2 separate regions of the Zea mays genome follow, and region 1 is linked to region 2. A link is a contact called in public Hi-C data. All regions are on one chromosome and are shown on one strand. The core of a region is the stretch at or near the end of the contact, and the rest is flanking DNA. Distances in the headings are between cores, read along the strand shown. Region 1 holds the start of LOC118472919. Region 2 has its middle 44 kb from the start of LOC103629103.

The links. A called contact is a pair of places that touch in the nucleus more often than the background predicts.
Region 1: a contact with region 2 is called in a Hi-C map of tassel, with 2.4 times the contacts expected there. The contact joins the promoter of LOC118472919 here to the enhancer-like site in region 2. A contact is called at or near these places in 3 of 25 Hi-C or Micro-C datasets (ear, endosperm and tassel).

Annotation. Positions count from the first base shown.
Region 1 is chr7:46,503,897-46,507,760 of Zm-B73-REFERENCE-NAM-5.0, forward strand. LOC118472919 reads right to left here and starts at 2,568. Exons shown (of 1, transcript XM_035960899.1): 1 at 1-2,568. The coding sequence starts at 2,240. The coding sequence ends at 1,521. It overlaps LOC100283522 (undecaprenyl pyrophosphate synthetase), which reads right to left. Exons shown (of 3, transcript NM_001371943.1): 1 at 3,707-3,864; 2 at 3,533-3,600; 3 at 2,780-3,431. The coding sequence ends at 2,978.
Region 2 is chr7:46,363,369-46,367,113 of Zm-B73-REFERENCE-NAM-5.0, forward strand. No RefSeq gene overlaps it. Among protein-coding and RNA genes, the nearest start is that of LOC103629103, 44 kb to the left of the region's middle. Within about 2 kb of position 1,488, at least 16 of the 20 cell types and tissues checked have an H3K27ac peak or open chromatin away from gene starts, as enhancers often do. A contact at or near this core is called in ear and tassel, where this site is marked.

The sequences.
Region 1 (3,864 bases), core at 1,318-3,817, 140 kb after region 2:
TTCATCCAGAAGTTCATCAATAATTGGTACTGGATACTTGCCCTTGACAGTGATAGCATTCAAGTGATGGAAGAAGAGAAGGGACGAGCTCTGGGTTGGATGATGCCATTGGCCAACATGTCACAAAATTGTTTCTCGATTTCATCCTTGAGTGCTAGAGCATAACGGTAAGGACGGACCGTGACCGGAGAAGCACCATGGAACAATGGGATTGCATGGTCACATGCTCGGGTAGGTGGTAATTATGTGGGCACAGCAAACAAAGCTGAGAACTCTGATAACACTGCTTGAATGGCAGGGGGCCTCAGAAACCATGGCATCTAATTCTAGGCACGCGACCAACAAGCATAATTGGACCACAGTACCCTTAGAAATGGAACAATTGGACCCTTGCAATAAGACTGATACTCCTTGGTATGGAAGTACCATCCACTGATGTTGCTAGTGTATGTGCATCGGACTGAATTGAGACAACCAATCAATCCCCAATATAGCATCATAAGAAAACACATCCAAGATTTTGAAGTCTGTGGAGAAGGTGAACTCTTGGACCGACCACGCAGTGGCTGGACAATGCGCTGAACACTGTAACCGAGCACCATTAGCTACTTGAACAACAATAGGAACTGATAGAGGAACAATGCCTTGAAGCTGAGTGGCCAATTTTGTTTTCAAGAAAGAATGAGAACTGTCGGAGTCCACCATGATTCGAACAGCTTGGTGATGAATAATGCCACCCAGACAAAATGTACGTGGACCTGGCATTCTAGATACAGCAGCCACCGACACGAACATAAATATCTGCTCTAAAGGTTGGATTGGGTCATTCCCTTCTGATTGAGCATCCGAATCCCACTAAAACAGCTCAAATATCTCCTGCACAGCATTGAGTTGAATCGAATCAGCACAACGGTGATCCTTAGACCATTTCTCTGCACACTTAATACACAGCCCCTTGCACGCCGATAAGCCCGAAGGGTAGACCACTTGTCCTCCATATTATTTGAGTTAGCGCCCCGACGGTCCTCGCCCAGAGTTGTCTGTTTCTCTCCTTTCCACGGGGGTGGTGGAAGTGGAAGAGAAGCTGGTGGTGTTGACTGAGTTCTCGAGAATGGATCAGGTTGCCGGGTCGGTGGCCTCTTGCCGTACTCCGAGACCTCCTCCTGTAATTGAGCCAACACACAGGCAGAATTCCAAGAAGATGGACGTTGAACCAAAATAGAAGAATTAATATCATCACGCAAATCATCAATAAAGCGCATGGTGAAATAAAGGGGGTCTGTGTGCGATCCGTAAGCTGTCAATTGGTCGACAAAGGGATGAGAAACGATCGATGTACTCAGACACCGATGAAGTTTGACGAATGTTAAACAACTGGCGGATCAACAATTCGTGATGGTCATAGCCAAATCGAGCCAAAACCCAACCACAGAACTCTAACCACGAACGGGATCTAAGATGGCTCTGCACAGTTTGCACCAAGCGAGATGCAGCAGCACTGAAATGCATAGATGACACCCTCACCCACTGCGCTGGATCAACACTATACAGATCAAAGTAATCCTCACATCTACAGATCCATAACTTGGGTTGATCCCCATCGGACGTAGGAAACAACATTTTAGGAAAATGATCAGATAAACCAGCCAAACTTCCACCCACGGGTTCCTTAAACTCGGATCTCGAACAGTGGAAAATAGGAGAAGCAAACACATGGGGTGAGAAGGGGATGACGCACCCTTTGCCGGGTGATGATCAAGAATTGTGACAACTCCGCAACCATCATCCCGGATTGATGGATTCAGGCGGTGCCTGTCAGGTTGAGCGTCCGTGGAGGCAGCAGCAGATGGGCGCACGGCCGGAGAGGGAGCCGGAACAAGCACACCAGTCATGACGGTAGGGTGCTCCACTGCCGACCGTTCGTAGAGATTGGTCAACTTGGAGACGTGAAGACGGATGTCGTCGACGGAACCCTCCATGCAGGGATGCCAACCGTCGAAGGAGATGGCCACCGACTCGAGCTGCGACAAGCGCGTCTCGTTGGCCGTGGAGAGCGAAGCCAACTTGTCGTCCATCCGTGTGTCGAGATCCGCCATACGACGCTCCAGTTCCAGATTGCGATCTAGCATTCGCTGCTGCAGCTTGACGCCGTAGTCGGAGAGGCGCTGCGTCAGCTTCGCATCGTAGCCGTCGAAGCGCTTGGACATTTCGTCGAGCAGGTGCTGGAAGTCGACGTTCATGGCGGCGCGCTGGCGACGAAGACGAGTGTCGTAGGGGTGGGAGGTTGTGGGATCCAGAGTGGAACAGTGACGAGGATCAGACCCCTCTGATACCACTTGTTAACACGATAGATTGGGGAGGAAGGAAGGAAGAAGAGAATGCTTGGAGAGGAAGAAGATGAGATACGGGGGGAATAGTTCTGTTTGCAATTCTCTGGATGATTCATCCTTACAGAAGCTAGTGGCGCGCTTTTGTGCGTCGTGACAACTGGCTGCAAACACACACGCTACTCCATATCGGCTCATGGGCCACGGTTACAGGACATAGTCGCTGTTGTGGATCCGACGATTGGACGCCCTTGCACGCGAGTCGGGACGGTCTTTTGGGTGCTGACGCTGGAGATGCAGGTGTAACACTCCATCAAGTTAGACCATGTTTGGTTTCTTTAGTCTAGGGACTAAAGTTTAGTTAGGGGACTAAAATTTAGTCTCTAACATGTTTGTTTCTAAGGACTAAAATTAGTAAAAATATACTAAATGACTCATAAGAAGACTAAAATAGCCTTTAATATTCTCCTGCTATTAGTACAATTGAACTAAATGAAGGGCAAATGTAGAATTAATATGATTTAGTCTTTTTAACCATATCTTGAGAGACTAGAGACTAAATCAGTTTAGTCTCTGTTTTAATCCTACTGTTTGACAATTTAGGAACTAAATAAAACTAAAATAGAGGGACTCTTAAACCAAACGAGGCCTTAGAGTAATTTTGATTGGCCGAAGCGGCGGTCTCTGCCCTGGAAGGAGCGCAACGCTTCCAGGTACTCAGCCTCCCCAAAGTCAGGCCACATCTTGGCGGTGAAGAACAACTCCGAGTACGCCGACTGCCATAGCAAGAAGTTGCTGAGCCTCATCTCGCCGCTGGTTCTGATGACCAGGTCGGGACAGGAGAACTCGCCGGCGGCGCTCGTCGCGAGCTTGCCGGCGATGATCGACTCGTCGATGTCGTCCGGACTGAGCCGGTTCGCCTGCGCCTCCCGGGCCAGCTCCCGGCACGCCTGGACCATGTCCCATCGCCCGCTGTAGCAGATGGCCAGCATCACGTGCAGCTGCGAGTTTTGCCTCGTGGCCTCGTCGGCCTGCGCCGCTGCGCTCCGCAGAGAGGCTGGCATCTTCGCGGCGTCGCCGATCACCTGCAGTCGGATCCCCTGCCTGAACGCGGAAGCAGAACATGTAAAAAAAATTCAAACGGTATACTGTGGCACTGTGCTATGCAAGATCACTGCAGGTTTTTATTAGCCGACGACGACGACCTCGAGAGCTTGTCGATGTTGTCGCCTATCAGCCACTCGGACAAGCCCATCATGTAGTCGACCTCGGCCTGCAGATACGATGGGCGGGAAGACAAGAACGCACCAGTGCGTGTCAGGGTCGTCGTCCGATGTGTATGCGAGAGTTTATTGAAAAGCAGGGATCGAGGGCGGTGCCTTGGGGCGGCTCAAGTTCTCGCGGGAGCAGACGAAGGCGGTGAGCGCGCGGATGCCCCAGGCGCGCGACAGCGCAACGACCCGCTCCAGGTTGCGGCCCCCGGCCTTGTGGCCGTCCGCGGGCGTCAGCCCCCGCTCGCGCGCCCACCGCGAGTTCC
Region 2 (3,745 bases), core at 238-2,737:
AACATGGTTTAAGCAAAATTAACATCACACCAATCATGAGAACACATTGAATAATAATGATCTATGCATCGTAACGAGATCGCAGGTTTGGGAACCACTAAATTCGGACTAACGATTATAAAGTTATGATTTTATGAAGGTTTAAGTGTCTACTATAAAACAAATGAGGTACAAGATTTCAACCATAGGTTTCATAGTAATACAAGGTTACTAGATGATAAATAATATTAATATGAGACTAATGCAACAGGAAGGGATAAAAAAAGGAGTTAAAATAGATTATTTATGATTTAAACAAGTTTCTAGAAATATTTTCCTAGTAGAAAACATTTAAATAGTACTTAATTAATTCCTGGTATCCTATGGACTGTGGACACAAAAACCAGAGAGCTTGGGATTTAATTCGTAAATTCCAGGACCTCTGTGGAATGATCTTATCAACGTTCTGGACTGCGGGTTAGTTCAGCAAAAGTCCAGGGGCTCTTTTAGAAAATCGTCCAGCAAAAAGGGTATCGGCGAATTGGGACCGTTGGATCGAATTCAATGGCCCTGATACAATGGTTGAACAGGTATATGGAGATCGAGGGGCTGTTTGGTTTGTGGCTAAACGTGCCACACTTTGCCTAAGGTTAGTCGTTCGAATTGAAGAACTAACCTTAGGCAAAAAAGTGTGGCAAAGTGTGGCAAGTTAGTCATCAAACCAAACAGGCCCCGAATCTCCCCCATTCAGACAGAACCAGACGGTGTACATTTAGTTGGATGAAGAGGCTATACCCGATCTAATCTAATCCACACACTCCGGATCGGACGGACGAAGGACCTTCTTCCTCCCATTCGATCTTACCCAATGGCGACGGCATGCACCAGCGGCCGGTGTCGTCCGATGACCCACCATTCAACCCTCTCAAGCCCAATCATTTGCGCGGTCTAGTGCAGAACATGGTGGAGGTCTAGGCAGACCTAGAGGAGTACTTCTCACCTGCTATGGTGTAGTGGGGAATTCGGCCCACGATGAAGCATGGTACCGCGACGGTGCCGGGTCCAGCGACGAATTCCTGTTCCCCGATTGCCCCACCGTGTTTGAAAATGGTGGACCAGTGCTACTCGTGTCTTGGTAGTTCTCCTTGTCCATCTATTGCAGGTCGAGGCGCGGTGTGGACGGAACCCTGGCACGGCGGCGCACACACGTCACTCCGCTCACGGCGACGAGGTGGCAATGGCGGCCCCTGGGCCTTTTCTCCCATCCCCCGCCAGATCAGCGCTCGATGCATGCATGAGGGTTCGTGGCTTTATAGCCCGAGGTGGTAGGGTGGGGGGTTTCGGGCAGAGAGGGTCGACCCTGGGTGCATGGCGCGCACCCCGCCAGGATCCTCGGCGGCCACAACACAGCCATAACAGAATTGAGGTGGAAGAGGCATGCTGATGGAAGGGGCCCACAGATCGGTGACACCAGCGACGGCTACACACAGAGACTGGGGCGGACCAACGACGTCAGTGATAGGTGAACCCGTGGGCGCGGAGTGAGGCTGACATATGGGGTCCGCCCGTCGGCGCTCGGATTTGGCTGGCGCGCATGGGTTTCCTGGGCCGGGTCGGTGGAAAAAGGTTACTGGGCCTAGCCAAGTGAGGGATTTGACCCAGGTAGTGATAGATATTCTCTTTTTCCTTTCTTATTTCCTATTTCTATTTTGATTTTCCTTTCCAAATTTCAGTTTTCAAATTCTAGTTCAAGTTCAAATTTCATTCAGTGTTCAGATTTCAAGATTATAAAACTCAGCATGAACGCAAAGGTTTTATTTTAATTTATTTATTGTCTTGCTCATGCACATAAATGCTTCTAACTCTATATGTAATTCATTACTAATAGTTTTATCTAATAAACACTTTTACTCAATAAAGGATAATATATATATATATATATATATATTTGTTTACTTAAATTCAATTCTAGTTTTAGAATTCAAAATCTAAATTTCCCATTAGTTTGTCTTAGGAGAATAATCTAAAAGGTGAGGAAATCCTTATTAAGGTCTCTTTTAGATTTTAAATCTTTAGAGGATTTTCTTAAATGCCAAAATAGGATTTTTTTTAGGGTGTTACACGATATAGGGACTGAGGTTCTTGGGTCGATCATGTTGCGATAGCTTTTTGGATGATGGATTCCTATATCAGCCCCCTTCTCGTAGAAACCGTAGCGGGTTTCCTAAAGCTAGTGGAACTTTATAAAGGCCTCGTAGTGGATCCCTAGCCATTCACCTCGAGAGTGTATAAGGGCCTTGCAAACCATGACTTGATGGGATATACAACTTGTGCGTAAAGGGTACAACCTCTGTAGAGTGTAAAACTGGTATATCAACTATGCTTACGGTCAAGAGAGACTCAGAACTCTCGCATGATTAATTTATGGAACTAAACTTAACCTGTCATTTATTGCATTGCATTGTGTGAATTATTAATTGTGGTCTCTTATTTCATTGGAATGGTATTTACTTACACTTACTAACTGCTAATAAAATTTTGACCAAATTATTAAAAGCAATGCTCAGTCTTAACCATTCTTCTTAGTAAGCCTTACACTTCACATGAGCCCCACCGTAAGTTAGCTCATGCACATTATTCCCCGAACTTGCTGAGCGATAAACATATGTGAGATCACCCTTGATATAATCACACTTGTTCAATAACAGGTATCGCAAGATGATGTGCAAGAAGGATGCTACGATGAGTTCGAAGAGGTCTAGGCTATCGTCTCCCAGTCAACTATAGTTGAGGAGGATCGTTGTCATCGTATGATGTATTTTACTTAGCTATTTTTGTACATAATCCTATTATATAACAAAGATGTGACATTGATTTTTGTACCATGAGTCATCATATGTGTTAGACTTGATTCTAGCACACATTTGAGACGTGCCTGGATTTGTCCTTAAATCCGGGTGTGATAGTGTTTGTTCCCCCTCTCATACTTGGCCCCTGGGTTGTTTGGGGCATCCTTTTGCTCTCTCTGATCAATGAATCACAGCTCTCATGCGCTTTCCAAAAAATGATCAGGGAGATAGACTTGGTGTGATGGAGCCCGCTTCTGAGCTTCATACATCAATTTATAAACCAGACTACTTTCTCACCATGCTCCAGGATGTGCTGCAGGTAGTGGGCATCAACATTCGTCCAATCTACATCAGGCAGCAGATCATCGAGCCCCCTCGGTACAACTACTACATCACTCGGATGGGAGATGATAGATCCGACCAGGAAATTTAGGACTCTCTCTGCTTATGACTTGATGACGCTGCTACCCAGGTACACTACTTCGGTTAGCAATGCTGCCAAGAGCATGTTATAGTCGCTCTGCTACACACATCATCTGCTGCTCCACGCCACTGACTATCAGCATCTTCCTCTTCGTCCCCGTCACCCCGTGGCACAGACCAGACGAGCGTGCTACCAAGTGAGGTTGGTGAGGACCGCCTCAACACGCATGTGCGTGTGGTCGTGAGACTTAGCTCCGAGCTATATAGTGCGACACTGGAGATTTTCAAGAAGCACGAAGAGCTACAGGATGCCCACTTAAGCTTTGTTCGTTTCATCCCTAATCCATGGGGATTGAGGGGGATTGGAGTGGATTGAGGGGGATTTTGACTTGTACGGGATTCAATCCCTCTCAATCCCCATGGTTTTGATAAAAACAAACAGGGCCTTAAGGATTGCCACGTTGGAAGTCCAACTCGAGGGAAGGGATCCTCTA